5 separate regions of the Mus musculus genome follow, and regions 1, 2, 3 and 5 are each linked to region 4. The links are chromatin contacts, called in public ChIA-PET, HiChIP or PLAC-seq and promoter capture Hi-C maps. All regions are on one chromosome and are shown on one strand. Each heading gives the region's core, a stretch centred on a gene start, on an enhancer-like site or on the middle of the called end of the contact. The rest is flanking DNA. Distances are from core to core; before and after follow the strand shown.

Region 1 (2,700 bases), core at 79-2,578, 820 kb after region 4:
GGCCTCTCTCTCAGATGTCATGAATGAGCCCCAGCAAAAGCTGTCTGGGATCAGGATCCACACACTGAGTGTGGCAGGGTACCAGAATCAGTAGGGAGGAGTGCTCTGGGATAGCTCACGAGGTAGAAAATGTACAGAAACTCGAAGGTTAGAACGTTGAGTGGAGTTTTAAGTGCAGCATCAAATAGAAACCAAAACTATCTCCCACCTGCCCCACACACTTACCCTAAATTTCTAAGGACTACAGAACACAAAGAAGTTGATCTTTCTTTTTTTTAAAGTAATGCTATTCTTAACTATGTATATTTGTGGGGTGGGCTTATATGGGTATGGCATAAGTGCCTGTTCCTGTGGAGGTCAGAAGAGGATGTCAGATCCCCCTGAAGTAGAATTTACCTGCAGTTGAACTTAAATTCCCTGTAAGAGAAGTACATGCCCAGCTATCTCTCCAATTACTTGCAATAAATTTTCTATTCATCTTTTATCAGTTGATGCACTTGGCCTGTAAAGGTGTAGAATATTAAGTGCTTCTAGTGAAACAGTGGCAGAGTGTGAGTCCCTACTCTAATGGAACTAATGATTACAAGGATCCAACTAATTTAACACTACAAACAAGTTTAAAACATACACATCACTTAGTACAGGCCCTGCCTCTGATGCAAAGGAGGTAAAAAGGGCCAGGGTATGTGTTCTTCCAAAGCCCCAGATTGCCTATCCTTCAAAGCAGAAGCAAGCTGAGTTTCCTTCTACTCAGTAGATGGGAAGATAAGTACAGATTCAAGGAGTCCATGTAACTCTTAGCTCCAGTCCATTAGAAGAACATTTCTTACCCAAATGAAGGTAAGCTGAGAAGCAAGAACTATGTCTGCATGAATGAATAGGCCAGCTATAAGTTGCTGAAATCAATGATTAGAGGCGGGTCCTATAGACTTGAGCAGCTAAGTTCAAGATCAAAGAGGGGTGATATAGGTCATTCTCTAAAATAGAGGCTGCTCTTTAAGATACTGAAATACCAGTAAGTTGATAGTGAATGGAGAACAGAGACATCGGGTTGTGAAATCAATACTGGAGAGGTTCACCATCATGGGTGACTTCATAACAGTCTGTCACTAAAAGCTCCAAAAGTGTCATCTCATGTGGCCATTCAGGCCTTCAAAGGAGAAACTAATAAAATAAATAAATAAATAAATAAATAAATAAATAACAACTCACTTTGAGCCACTCTACTGCTACCTAAAGAGCCTCATGTCACCCTGAGTCCCAGACATGTCCTTCTTAGGTGGTAGTTCTGCGTGTTCTGAGAAAAGGAAGTGACTAATTCTAGACCCTCCTTCAGCTGCATGGTAAATCATCTCCAGAAACCTTGCTTTACAGAGGAGCTGGCGCTCTAATTGTCCCGAGGAAGAATGAGCAATGCCAGCTGTGAGCTGGAGGGATGCAAAATCTCTGTGAGTAACTGAAGGCCCCACTGAATCTGACTGGAAGTAAGTTTAGGGCAATCTTTTTCATGTTTAAAAATAAAACCAAATCAGGAAGTATGGGAAGGGGAGGACTCAAGGTCCAAGAAGAGTATTTGTTGCAACAGACTCAAAATACCTCTTCTCCTACCATCAGGAGACAGGGAGAAACAACACTGGAATCCATCTATTCTGGGCTCCTGACCGCCCACTGAGCAAAGTTTCCCTGGTTAGACGTATTTTTGTTTGTTTGTTTTCCTTCATTCGTCTACTGTCTTCTTTCATTATTCTTGTTCCCTTTACCCTTAAGAACTTCAAGTGTTCACAAACTTGTTCTCTACCACTCCAAGAACGTGTCCAAGATGTTAATCTTCATCTCAGCCCTGTCAAATGGTCTGGAGGCTGCCTTGGTTCAGGTCCCCCAGAGGCTGACACTCAAGGTGGATTAGCTACAGAAGAGTTTAAATGGAATGAGTGTCCCTAGGATATGGAGGAGCTGGGAGGACAGGAGGAGCCTATGGATCATTGTGTAGATCTGATGCCTGTGTAGGGAGGAGAGAGGAGGCAGGTCTGGGAAAAGAGAAGCCTTGGGCTGTGCTGAGCTCTGAGAGCATCTCAACAGTCTCTACCAACTCCTCCAGTCTGAGAGCTCCCATGACTTACAGGAATGAGCCTGCATGGCTCCTCAGGACATGGTCTTTGTCTTGGCCAGTTGTGGGACGACTGAAGATAATCACATACAAAGGAGCTGCTTGAGCTATTGGCCACTTTTACTCCCCAAAGCAAGAAATCTCTGGAAATGGAGTGTTTTCATGGCCACTGAGACCAGGTGTCAAAGTCTGTTGAGGAATGAGGGTGCCCCCTTCTCCATGTTTCTCCTCTGATTATGTCTGTGCACTGTTCTTCCATTCCCCTCCAGACTGACAACTCCTACTCCTCCATTCCTAAACTGGGAGCCCAGAGAACTGGGATCAGGTGCCAAGGAAGGCACCAACCCTCCTCTGAGCCCATCCCCCAGGTCAATGTTAGAAAGGGGTAACTGGTCATGCCTAGGTTACGACCACCCCCAGGATGATTCTCTGTGTCTAAGGGGATCAGCTTCCAGATACTGATTTCCATGGGTTTGCAGGTGAGGAACAATTTCCAAAAAGAAATCAGGAAGGAAGAAAACTGCTCCCCAAAGTTCACTCAATGATAAAGTATTCAAGGATGGGTACCACTATTACTCAAGATGTCACTTTAA
Region 2 (2,700 bases), core at 123-2,622, 960 kb before region 4:
CTGTGTGGCAAAGGAAACACTTTAACACAGAAAGCATGATGGCGCTTATTTCAAGACCCCAAACTCGGAAGGTCTTCCCATCAGTGAAGTAAAGGAAGTGGGTAACAGTTCAGAGCAGTGGAGAAAGAAGCACGCAGGCCAGAAGGCTGCAACCCCACCCCACCACCACCATGGGCACACCTTCTTTAGGGCAGTGCCAGTCAGGCCCGTGTCTGTAGCTAAGAATGCACTGACAGAACCCGGGATGGATGGTCTGGATAACTTGAGGAAACTGCTAATGAGGTCTTGAACATCTCCACACAGTCACTTCTAAATATATCTACACTTATATCGCTATTCAAAACAGTCTGTCAGTCAACCACTCCTTTAAAAATAAACGGGAGCTGGGGTGCAGCGCAGTGGTAAAATGCTTGCTAATGACATGCTCAAGACCATGGGCCTATTCCCAGGATCAGAAGGGAGGAAGACACGGAGAGGTTGGGTGCAACCCGAATGACTGTCCCGTTGTATCCTTGCCTTAGCGACAGGAATCAAGCGAAGTCACGCTTGATTGTTGCCAGGATACTTAACCTCCTCCTTCTCCTCCTCCAGAAAAGCCCCCCTCCCCCCCCCCCCCCGATTGGCCACTGGTTGAAGGAGTTCCATAATACCCCCAGCCCACTTCCGGCCACTCCCACAAGCCCACTCCCCGGACGAGAGGGATTTTCACACACCCCTCCCACCGGGTGCATGCTGCTCCACCCTTGCAGACCTTGGTTTCCCCTGTCGCAAACTAAAAGGGTTGATGGAGATCACGAAAATTGAGATCAGTGTTCTCAATTTCTGATCCATCGCTCTCCACGCGCCTGTGCTTTGCGGAAGCAGACATCCCGTGACCATCCCCTTAACAATACTTGTAATTTTAGCAAAGGAGTGTGATGTGTCCAGAACCGATAAAACAGGCTGTTGCTTCCCAATCTCAGCAAACCCGATCATCAGCTCATCAGCGTGGGTTTCCTCCGCGGCCTTTTCCATCAATCCCACAATCCCATGAAAGAGAAAAAAAAAAAAAAAAAACCTCCCCTGGCCCTCCCAGCCTCTAAACTCAAAGGTGCCTGGCCTTGTATTCGGAAAGAAGTGGGGGTCGGGGAGAGAACCTGCTCGCTCCAGCAGCCCCGGCGTCCCCAGCCGAGCTGAGCAGGTGCCGGGGCAGGCGCGGCGCCCGCCACCCGACTCCCTCCCTAAGGCTCAGTTTACTCACACGCGGTTCTGAACGCCCGGCCCGGAGCACGGCGGAGTTTGCTGACTCAAGGCGCGGCGGCGACGAGCGCCTAAGAGCGAACCCGAGGAGCGCAGCCCCGCGTCCAGCGCACGCAGCGCCCCGCCCCGCCCTGCGCGCCCGCCGCCGCCCCCCACCCCCACCCGCCACTGCCAGCCTTAACGTAGGAAAGGCCACCTAGCTAGCGGGTCTTTCTCCCTACCCAGCAGTGAGGAATCAAGATGAGAGAAGCCAATAACAAACAAGCATGACTAGATGTTAGCAGGATCTCGATGGAGGGCATATACTGTTTGCTATAACAATATTTTTAATATCTCCGTAACTTTTTAAAAAATGTGTTTTCATGTACGATGAGGAGAAAGCTATGAGAGTCTGCCAAAGATATGTCCGGTTCCTATAGATCATCTGAGCTGGCTCTCACCCACCTGTGTGCATGGCTCAAGGCTGAGAGCACTTTTTGCCCTTGCAAAGGACCTGGCTCCCAGCATCCATACAGTAGCTCACAACTGCCTTTAACTCCAGTCACCACCCTCTTCTGCCCTAGCACTCACGTGGTGCACATACATCCAGGAAGCCAAAACAGTCATAAAATAAAATAAATAAATCTAAGGACAAAAAAGAAAGACTCAGCGAATCTTGGACCATCCAGCATCCTCCTAGAAAAGTTGTCCATGACTATATTCCATAGCTACACTGACCTCCTGAACAAAACTTGCCAAAATGCAATGTCTTATCTTAGACTCGTATCTCTGAGTGCTGCATCATTGTTTTTTTTTTTTTTTTTTTTTTGCATCATTGGTATTTAATGACCTAAAATTGCACCCAAACTATAATACATGCAACCATCGTTTGTTTTGCTTTTTGTATGTTTGTTTGTTTTTCGAGACAGCGTTTCTCCTTATACCCCTGGCTGTCTTGGAACTCACAGATTTTTGAGTTTAAGGCCAGCCTGGTCTACAAAGTGAGTTCCAGGACAGCCAAGAATACACAGAGAAACCCTGTCTTGAAAAACCAAAAAAAAAAAAAGTACAAAAACTTTACTATGAGAGCATTTAGCCCTGGAGATTGAGAATTGAATATGTGATATTTATACAGCTTAAGCCTAGGATCTTAATGTATTGTTTTAAGCAATCTGGGCACATTTCAAACCTATGTTCAAGTAATGTCTACAAAAATTCACCCTAATGGAATAGTCATTTACTTTATACTTTAAGTACTCAATAGCTGGTTTTAAACTACAATATGTTAGTATACAGTATTGGAGGACAATAGAATTTGTTATATTTTGTTTTTGTTTGTTTGGTTTTGTGTTTATTTAAGACATGGTCTTAATATATATAGCTGTCCTGGAACTCTATGTAGACCAGGATGGTTTCGAACTCACAGAGATCCGCCTGCCTCTGCCTCCCAAGTGCTGGGATTAAAGGTGTGCACACTCTGCC
Region 3 (2,700 bases), core at 185-2,684, 560 kb after region 4:
TAAGGGTGGAATTGGGGAGCTTGCTGCTGGGTGGTGACCAAAGCAAGGAACAATTGATATTCTAGTTTGCTTAGAGGAACCAAGTTGCTTAGCGAAACATATTGTTGCTGAGATAAATACCATGGCAAACAGCAACTCTGGGAGGAGAGGGTCCACTTCATGTGATACTTCCAGGTTCATCACTGACGGTAGTCAGGGCAGGAATTGAAGCAGAGACCATGTGGAAGGATGTTTCCTGGCTTGCTTCCTCTGGCTTAAGCTCAGTTATCTTTCTTGTATAACTCAGAATTCCTTGCTCAGGGGTGGAACCCACAGTGGATTACAGAAAGCAATTAGCAAGCAAGAAAAAGTCCCACAGACATGCCCTTAGGCCAATCTGATGGAGGCAATTCCTCAGTTGAAGTTCCCTCTTCCCAGGTGACTCAATGTGTGTTAAGGTGACAAAACAAAACAAAACAAAACAAAAAAACCAAAAAAAAAAAAAATCAAACAAACAAACAAAAACCAACACAACAACAACAACAAAACCAAAACCAAAACTGGTTGGTTCCCTTACCCAGCAGCCCTAAGAACCCATCTGGAGTTGAAGTCCATTGTGTGGCACATGTGACTTTGAGATTTGTGTTGTAACACAATCCCACTGTGGACGCTAAGAGTTGCTGAAGCAGAGATAGATGGGCGAAGGGCAGACACTAGCAGACAGGAACAAGAGATGGAGTCTTGGCAAACATGGTTCCTTGCCTAAGACAGCAGGAGAGTCAGAGCTGGTGGCAGGGACAGTGAATCAAGTGCCAAATTGTTCTTCCCAGTGCCTCTGAGGAAAGTGTCTGACAGCGAGTTTGACGTGCTGTAGCCTCCTCCTGAACAATGTGCCTCCCTTTGGTTCCTTATTGGAGCATCAGGGTGACGCCTGTTCCTTGATGATGGGACTCTGGCTTGCTTTCCCTTCTTTTTCTAAGATTCCTTCTGGTTTCCCTACCATTTGCTGCCTTCCTAGGCTGCAGACTGGCTCATTAACGACCGCCTTCTGTTCTTGCCAATCTTGTTTACCTGCCTGCAAGGCTGGTTCCAATAGTTCTGAGACCTCAGACATTTATTCTCACACATGAGTGACATTTCTCCTTTCCCAGCATCCTTCACCTCCCTGGGCTCCACGCAGCACAAGAGGATTATTTGTTTGTCAACCCATTCTGCTTCACTCAAAAAAAAAAATTGACGAGTTCAATACTAACAGTTTGCAATTGATTTGCTTGCAATGTGCTGTGAACGCCTCATTTCCACAGAGGACTAGTTCAGCTCTCCATCTTTGCTTTATCGGCAGTGATCTCCCAGCCGTGAGCCTCCTGAGCTTGCTTCCCTGTGCACAAGTGCCAAACATCACCACTTTAACCCCGCTGTCTGTCACAGCCCTGCCCGCGACGCAAACCACAAAGCTGCATCAAGTTCAAAGTTCAGAGGACTTCAGCAGAGCCCAGCCTCACACTTCCTTTGCTGCCAAGAACAGGGCCTCTTCAGAAGCATTTCTGGGCTTCTCAATGTTCCTGTGCAAGTGAGCCAGAATGTCTCTGTGTCTGCTGACTCCCTAAGGTGTTTGAAGCATCAAGGGTACCATAGTCTGTCCAAAGTCACCCTGCAGGACTGTGGCAGGCTCAATCAGATCCAGAACTTGTTTCTACTAGGCCAGACCCCTTGAACCTACTGAAGCAGTTATATTGGTACAGGCCCTGTGCTTCTATCTTTAAACAGTCAGCTGGCAACCAGGGTTTGAAGTTCCTTTGTGGAAATGAGTTCAGGCCCTTGTGTGAAGTGCAGACTGCCGTTTGAAGGGATTCTGACCGTGTCTGCCAAACGGAACACTCAGAGCTAGGAGTGAGAGAAGTGATCCAACAGTTAAGGGTGTACAGGCAAGGCTTAAACACCCCTACTTCACTTTTTCACTTTCAGCTGGCAGTTATACCCCACACTCTTCACATCCCCTTCTGGAAAATTCTAAGTCATAAGTCTTTTATGTTTTCTCTTGAAACAATTAGATTGCATTTCTCACTGAAGGTTTATTTGTGAGCACTGTTAGGATTTGTCTGCAGAAACTCCCTCTATGCTTGGACAAAGGGCCAGGGGTGGTTTCACATTAATAACAGTCTAAATTTATCGTGCATTTTCTTGGCCTCTTTGCCTTGAACATAATTTTGAAAAGACAGGAATCCAATACAACGGATGTGGTTTTGTGTTGTATACAGCTTGTCATCGTGCTACATGTAAAATATTGTAGCCCTCATATTCAGTAATAATTGATCATAAAGTCATCAATAGTAGCCATGAAGAGCAAACTCAGAGAAGTATCTTAGCAATTCAAAAGTTTAGGAAAGAGACTTTGGGCATAATCAGACCCAGCTGACTTCTTGCCTTCTCTTACTGAGAGACTTGTCTCAGCAGTCCTCAGGATTTGCTGCATCTGAGAAGCACTCTGCAGAAGCCGTAAAAGCCCCAGGGTCTGGACCCCACTCTAAATCAATTAAGAATTTCTGAAAGTGAGACCGAGATATCGGCATTTTCTATAATCTCCCAGGGCTTGCTGCTTGCAGTCAAGTTCTGAGCAGTGATCTGTCTTTCTGTAGCTGCACCCTGGGGTGGAGTCTGGTTTTAGGGGCTGGAGATAGGTTTGACTGTTCAGAGTGGATAGTTCTTCCTGTCAGATGAACA
Region 4 (2,700 bases), core at 123-2,622:
TCTTTAAAAACTTTAAGAGTTTGATAAATAAGCCTATATACAAATAACTTAAAATAAACCTACATAAGGACTAAGTCTAAATGCTGAACGAGTACCCCCAAAAGCTAGGACAGTTTAATAACAATGAAAATACATCAGACCTCCTTATCTATGGTTCCCATATCCATGTCTTCAGAAATCAGCAGATCACATCACATACTATGTAGTTAGGCTTACAATATTCTCACCAATACAGAATGACTAGCGTTTTTGTCATTTTCCCTAAGTGACACCATACAGCACTGCATTTGGCAGTATAAGTTATAATCTAGAAATTATTTAAATATTGGGGAGATTGTGTAGATTATATACAAATATTACATCATTTCATGTGAAGGACTTAAACACCCATGGAATTCTGTATGGGTTCTGGGGATTGTTCTGGAATCAACTATCCCTGGGAATACCTAACAACTATACTCACACAAACTGACATCTTTGAGCAGATAGGACCAGTGGCTGGAAAGAGATCTATTGAGACTTTAGACCAGCCTTCTAACATCTCATGTTAATCTGATGGCGGAAGGAAAAGTGGTAGAATATAAACAAGCTCAACCAGAATATGTGAGTTCATACTGAGAAGGGCCCGGCACACACCAGGCATCTATAAACACACGATAAACTATGTCAAGGCTAGACAGAACATAGGGAATGGACCGACATTCATCTGAATTTGGGAGAGGGGAGTAATGAAGAAAACGTCCAGTGGCAGAATTTAAAGTGTCTGTGAGTTCGTTTTGAAGTACACCAGGAAAGTATGCTAAGGAGACTTCCATTTCCAATATGGTCAGAAGGGATGCCAAGTCTAGCGGATTCCCGGGAATCCTCTACTCAGGCGAATCCTGCTTCTCCCTTAAAGCTTGCCTGCACACCCTCCTCGTTTTCTACAAACACTAGGGGAAGAAAACAGGGACTCTGGGTAAGATGTGATCCTGTCTGCCACTTGTGCGTACCTTCCCCAGCTTTGAGGCTCTCACTGGGAGAGCAGGAAGATGGTTTAACAGAGTAAAGGTCACCAGCAGGCGTCCACTGCGAGGCCAGTGCAGTTGCGCCAGCCAGGAAGCCTTGACCAAGCCTGGGTAAAGGTCGCCAGCACACCGGCCGGCAGTCTCAGCACTCCCCGTGGGCGGAGGCCGAAGGAGTCCTAGGGCCGGGCGTTACCTGAGCCGAGCCACACCCGGATCCCAAGGGAGCATCGGCCCCGCTACTTGCCCTCGCCATCTCGCAGGCCAGAGGGTGACGTCACGCACGTCCACGCCTTACGTCCTAAGGCCTGTCGTAAGTGTCGGGCAAACGAGGCCTCTGAAGGAAGGGCGCCCTCTGGGCACATCCTACCATGCTAGCTCGCATGCGCGCGCACAAACCTGTCCTGGAGCCAATGAGGTGCGGTTACGTCACGGCGCAGCAGACGGCGCTACCGCACGTCGGGCCGCGGACGGGCGGAACAAGTGTGGTTGCACCGACACCGGTACATAGGCGCGGGCCGGCGTGTCCTTGGGCTAGAGCGCGGGACGTCTGTCTTCGAGTCCGAACGTTCGTGGTGTTGACCAGCCCGGAACGGTGAGCGCGCGACGGGGATGCGGACCGGGAACGGGGCGAGGAGGCCGGGGCAGGCCTAACCTACAAAGCCATGCAGAACTGTGGCACGGCTGGAGGCGGCGTGGGTGTAGGACCGGGGCCCGGAGTTCTAGAAGGAACTCGCCCGCCGCCCCTTCTGAGAGCAGAAGCTGCTGTTCCTTCAGGACTGGGCCAGTTCTTTTCCTGATTAAGCATCTGGGAGGGTGGGTTTGTAAAGTCGTAGTCACCCCTGGGATCTCAACGTGAGAGTGAGACGGTTCCTTCCCCAGTCCTCCCTCGCCTTCCCGTGCCGGACTAAAGCAAGAGAGAAGAGACTTAACCTCCTAATGAGACCGGAGCAGGCGGAAGCACTTAGGATCACCCCCAGCCTCCCTTATCTTTGGAAGTGACTTTAATCGGCAGCACTGACAGCAGTTTAGCATTCTGAAATGTTAAGAGTTGTAGTGGTTTTGCTTTAATGAGTCCGGTTTCATATTTGTGACTTTTTGACCTTGCCTTCTTCGGAAACTGGGGTTTGAGCTGTGGGTTTCCATTTCCCTTGGCATGGACCTGTCTTGAGCACAGACTTGCTTTAAAGGAGAGTCTCCTAGGTGATGTATTTGCTATTGAAGAATATTGCAAGTGGACTGAGTTAGCACCCTGCCTGGTGTTAAGAGGACATAAGAATAGCGGTTTGAATGGTCATTGGGATCCGTAGTACGTTTTACTGTTGGATCTTTTCCCTTTTAGAATTAAAAATGGGTGATGTTGAAAAAGGCAAGAAGATTTTTGTTCAGAAGTGTGCCCAGTGCCACACTGTGGAAAAGGGAGGCAAGCATAAGACTGGACCAAATCTCCACGGTCTGTTCGGGCGGAAGACAGGCCAGGCTGCTGGATTCTCTTACACAGATGCCAACAAGAACAAAGGTAACGGGGGGAGCTGCTGTCAGCCACAGCACAGGTTGCTTGGGTTAACCAGTGCAGAATTACCAGGTGTGTAAAACACTTAACCTCTGCATCTCTTTCTGTTTAGGCATCACCTGGGGAGAGGATACCCTGATGGAGTATTTGGAGAATCCCAAAAAGTACATCCCTGGAACAAAA
Region 5 (2,700 bases), core at 62-2,561, 740 kb after region 4:
ACAGAGGACAGCCTAGAGGCACTGAACCTTGGGCTTGGGTCTTGGAGAGAAAGTCTAGTGACAAAGACAATGTATCCAGTTTGTGGAGTGTGTACCCAGCTCACATATTTATCTAGAGCTGAATTTATGTCTGATCCTGCCCTATGAACAAGGAGAAAGAAATGATCCCTGATGTCCAAGATCTCCAGAACCGCAAGTTTTCCCGGCTCTAGGTACCAGCCGCGTATGCACCCACCTCTGTCTGGTGATGAGATTGATGTAGTGTCGCAGAGCGGAGTAGTATCTGGCCATGTCCTCTGCTGGCGCGTCCTCGCCCGGATTGTCCGGCTTGGAGGGGTACCCCTCAGCCAGAATGCCCAAACACACGAGCAGAGATAGAGCGAGGGTCAGTCCACACAGCCCCATTCGCTTGTTACCTAGCATCTGTGGATACAGAAGGCTCAGACTTGGAGATGCTGAGATTGCTCGTCTTTGTCCCAATTCCAGCTATCACTCTAGACCCTCATCTAATCCCATCCCAGACCCTAGAATAAAAGCCCAGACTGGGCAGGCGCCACTTCCAAATCTTTAGAAGACCACTTGCCCCGACCTGGATCTTCTGCCCCGTCCACATATTTCAGAAAACTTCCTCCGATTCTCCTGGTGAGAGGCAGAGGTCCCCTTTTCAGAACAGAATTGGAAGTTCTGCCCTCTATCTTAAAGAATGACCACTTTTCTCCTCTCGTTCCTAAATCACCCTTGGAGGAGAAAACTTTTCTTCTGGGTTGCTTTTGATTTGTGTGGCTACAAGCGCTGTGACAGTCGGATACCCAGAGGCTCAGTTCGGATTTTGGAGGCAACAGAGCTCACCGTGCTAGAGACAATACTTGGGGGAATCTCCCACTAGGAGCACACATGCAATCTGGGTTCCTGGTTGTAACCAACCAACCAACCAAACAAACAAACAACCAAACAAAACCCCACCGCTGCCCTGGGATAGGTGTTCCCAGGTTCTTCTCCCTACCCTCAAAAGATAAGAGGCACGGAGGCGGGGCGCCCAGATTGGAGGGTCCCGGGGAAGGGCAGGTGGACAGTAGAACCTGAGTCCAGCAAGTGAAATTTAGGCGCCCCAAAGAGCTGGGTGTCAAGCTGGCAGAGCAAGCTCAGGGGACCGGCTGCGGGGCAAGTTCACTGGCGTCTGGGAGCCCGCGCCCCTGTCCCAGTTGATCCTGGCACTCACCGTGGCGGGCGGGCAGTCGTCGCTGAGCGGCGGGTGCTCTGCTCTGGGTGCCTCTGTGAGAGAAGAGATCCACCGGTGGGATGCGGAGAGCGGGTCGCCCACAGGCTTTTATGGAGCGCCCTTGTCGCGGCAGGAGGGGCCTCGGGGGCAGTCACGCCCGGGTGACTCCCACAGCCACTTCCCGCCCCCAGCGGCGGGGGAGGAGGCTGGAGCCACTGCCGCTCGAGTGGCGGCGTCTGGAGCCACCCACACCCCAATTCTAAGCGGCCCGCTCTGCGGGGAGAAGGGAACAGTCAAGAGTGAGCACCCTCGGAGCCCTCTCTCTATCCCCGACCGTCGAGTCCCGCTAGGGAGATGAAGCGGGACCGCTTAGGTTGCCTGTCGCGGGAATTGTCAGCTCTCTGCGTGCGGGTCTGTAGGGACCTGAATATTCTACTTGGGGAGCATATCTGGGGCCCGCGGGATAACTGCGCGCTCTGGGAGGGAGGCAGGCGAGCGAGGTTTTTCCCGCTCCCGGTGCAGGTGTGCGGGACCGCAAGGTCCCAGTGGCTTCCATAGACCCATTGGATCTACTGGTCTCCCCAAAAGGTGGGCCCTCCCCCAAGCACTCTCCCCAACGCTGCTAGCCGGGTTCGGCCTCAGCCAGAAACTCCCCGAGGCTGCCACTGGGAGCCCGCGGTCCATGAGCTTCTGTATCTAGAGTGGAAAGTGGCGGCGATTCGCACCCCTGTCTGTAAACCCTGTGAAGTCCCGAGTGAGCTTGGTTAGCGTCTGAATGAGCACTTGCTTTCAGATTGAAATGGAGCAGATTAAAAAACCAACACCAGTGTGCTTGTCGCGTTAAACTTGTTGAATAAATATGAACGATATTGAAGTTATGTTTACCAGATAGGGATTTTTACAAGGTACGCTTGAGTAAGTGCCCCTGGAAGTTTGAATCTAAGTGAAATGGTCCATTGCTAAAGTGGAATTTACGCGTTATTTTAAAGCTAAACTAAATGATTTCGTTTGAGTGTCACTTTGCGGGTTGTTTAAATAGTGCTAAATTGACTACTAATAAGAGGGAGAGAGGGAGGGAGGGAGAGAGGGAGGGAGGGAGGGAGGAAGAGAGAGAGAGAGAGTGAGAGAGAGAGAGAGAGAGAGAGAGAGAGAGAGAGAGAGAGAGAGAGACTATGTGATCGAATGATAAACCAGAACAACAATATCCCTCGCAGCTGGAAGACTTCACTTTCCCTACGTCAGAAACCTGCACCAGGGCCACAAACACTGAGCTGTCAGGGCTGCTTTTGTGCCCACATGAGGACATTTGATAAAAGGCAAAGCATCTAACAAGTCCTCTCTGATAAGGAGGAAGGCACACACTACTGTTCAATAATGTAATTATATTTTTGTAGTGAATCAGAGATTCACATCAGTTGAAGCCTGGATTTAGCAGGAGTCACAGGATCTCGGAGAAAGTACACCTTAGGGCGCGAGGGAGG

Evidence for each region. ChIA-PET counts read pairs in DNA pulled down with a chosen protein or histone mark. HiChIP or PLAC-seq counts read pairs in DNA pulled down with a chosen protein or histone mark. Capture Hi-C pulls out chosen DNA fragments and counts their contacts.
Region 1: an H3K4me3 HiChIP or PLAC-seq map of bone marrow-derived macrophages shows a contact between it and region 4, with 4 times the contacts expected there. The contact joins the enhancer-like site here to the promoter of 5430402O13Rik in region 4. A contact is called at or near these places in 1 of 39 promoter capture datasets (embryonic stem cells) and 6 of 115 datasets of contacts at active chromatin or transcription factors (bone marrow-derived macrophages, embryonic forebrain, embryonic stem cells and 2 more).
Region 2: a contact with region 4 is called in a promoter capture Hi-C map of adipose tissue. The contact joins the promoter of Snx10 here to the promoter of 5430402O13Rik in region 4. A contact is called at or near these places in 2 of 39 promoter capture datasets (both in liver) and 1 of 9 other capture datasets (adipose tissue).
Region 3: an RNA polymerase II ChIA-PET map of memory CD8 T cells shows a contact between it and region 4, with 10 read pairs. The contact joins the enhancer-like site here to the promoter of 5430402O13Rik in region 4. A contact is called at or near these places in 1 of 39 promoter capture datasets (embryonic stem cells), 5 of 115 datasets of contacts at active chromatin or transcription factors (bone marrow-derived macrophages, large pre-B cells, memory CD8 T cells and 1 more) and 2 of 9 other capture datasets (embryonic stem cells and liver).
Region 5: an H3K4me3 HiChIP or PLAC-seq map of bone marrow-derived macrophages shows a contact between it and region 4, with 4 times the contacts expected there. The contact joins the promoter of Npy here to the promoter of 5430402O13Rik in region 4. A contact is called at or near these places in 9 of 39 promoter capture datasets (the 3T3-L1 cell line, embryonic stem cells, frontonasal cranial neural crest and 6 more), 1 of 484 Hi-C or Micro-C datasets (bone marrow-derived macrophages), 4 of 115 datasets of contacts at active chromatin or transcription factors (acute myeloid leukemia, bone marrow-derived macrophages and embryonic forebrain) and 2 of 9 other capture datasets (embryonic stem cells and macrophages).

The regions. Positions count from the first base shown.
Region 1 is chr6:49,742,044-49,744,743 of GRCm38.p6, reverse strand. No RefSeq gene overlaps it. Among named protein-coding and RNA genes, the nearest start is that of Npy, 79 kb to the left of the region's middle. Within about 2 kb of position 1,328, at least 5 of the 459 cell types and tissues checked have an H3K27ac peak or open chromatin away from gene starts, as enhancers often do. A contact at or near this core is called in bone marrow-derived macrophages, where this site is marked.
Region 2 is chr6:51,522,575-51,525,274 of GRCm38.p6, reverse strand. Snx10 (sorting nexin 10) reads right to left here and starts at 1,372. Exons shown (of 7, transcript NM_001127349.1): 1 at 1,241-1,372.
Region 3 is chr6:50,008,260-50,010,959 of GRCm38.p6, reverse strand. No RefSeq gene overlaps it. Among named protein-coding and RNA genes, the nearest start is that of Gm38805, 100 kb to the left of the region's middle. Within about 2 kb of position 1,434, at least 53 of the 459 cell types and tissues checked have an H3K27ac peak or open chromatin away from gene starts, as enhancers often do. A contact at or near this core is called in memory CD8 T cells, where this site is marked.
Region 4 is chr6:50,565,315-50,568,014 of GRCm38.p6, reverse strand. It overlaps 5430402O13Rik (RIKEN cDNA 5430402O13 gene), which reads right to left and starts at 1,372. Exons shown (of 3, transcript NR_027892.1): 1 at 993-1,372. It overlaps Cycs (cytochrome c, somatic), which reads left to right and starts at 1,446. Exons shown (of 3, transcript NM_007808.5): 1 at 1,446-1,599; 2 at 2,347-2,523; 3 at 2,630-2,700. The coding sequence starts at 2,355.
Region 5 is chr6:49,821,321-49,824,020 of GRCm38.p6, reverse strand. It overlaps Npy (neuropeptide Y), which reads right to left and starts at 1,311. Exons shown (of 4, transcript NM_023456.3): 1 at 1,220-1,311; 2 at 236-423. The coding sequence starts at 423.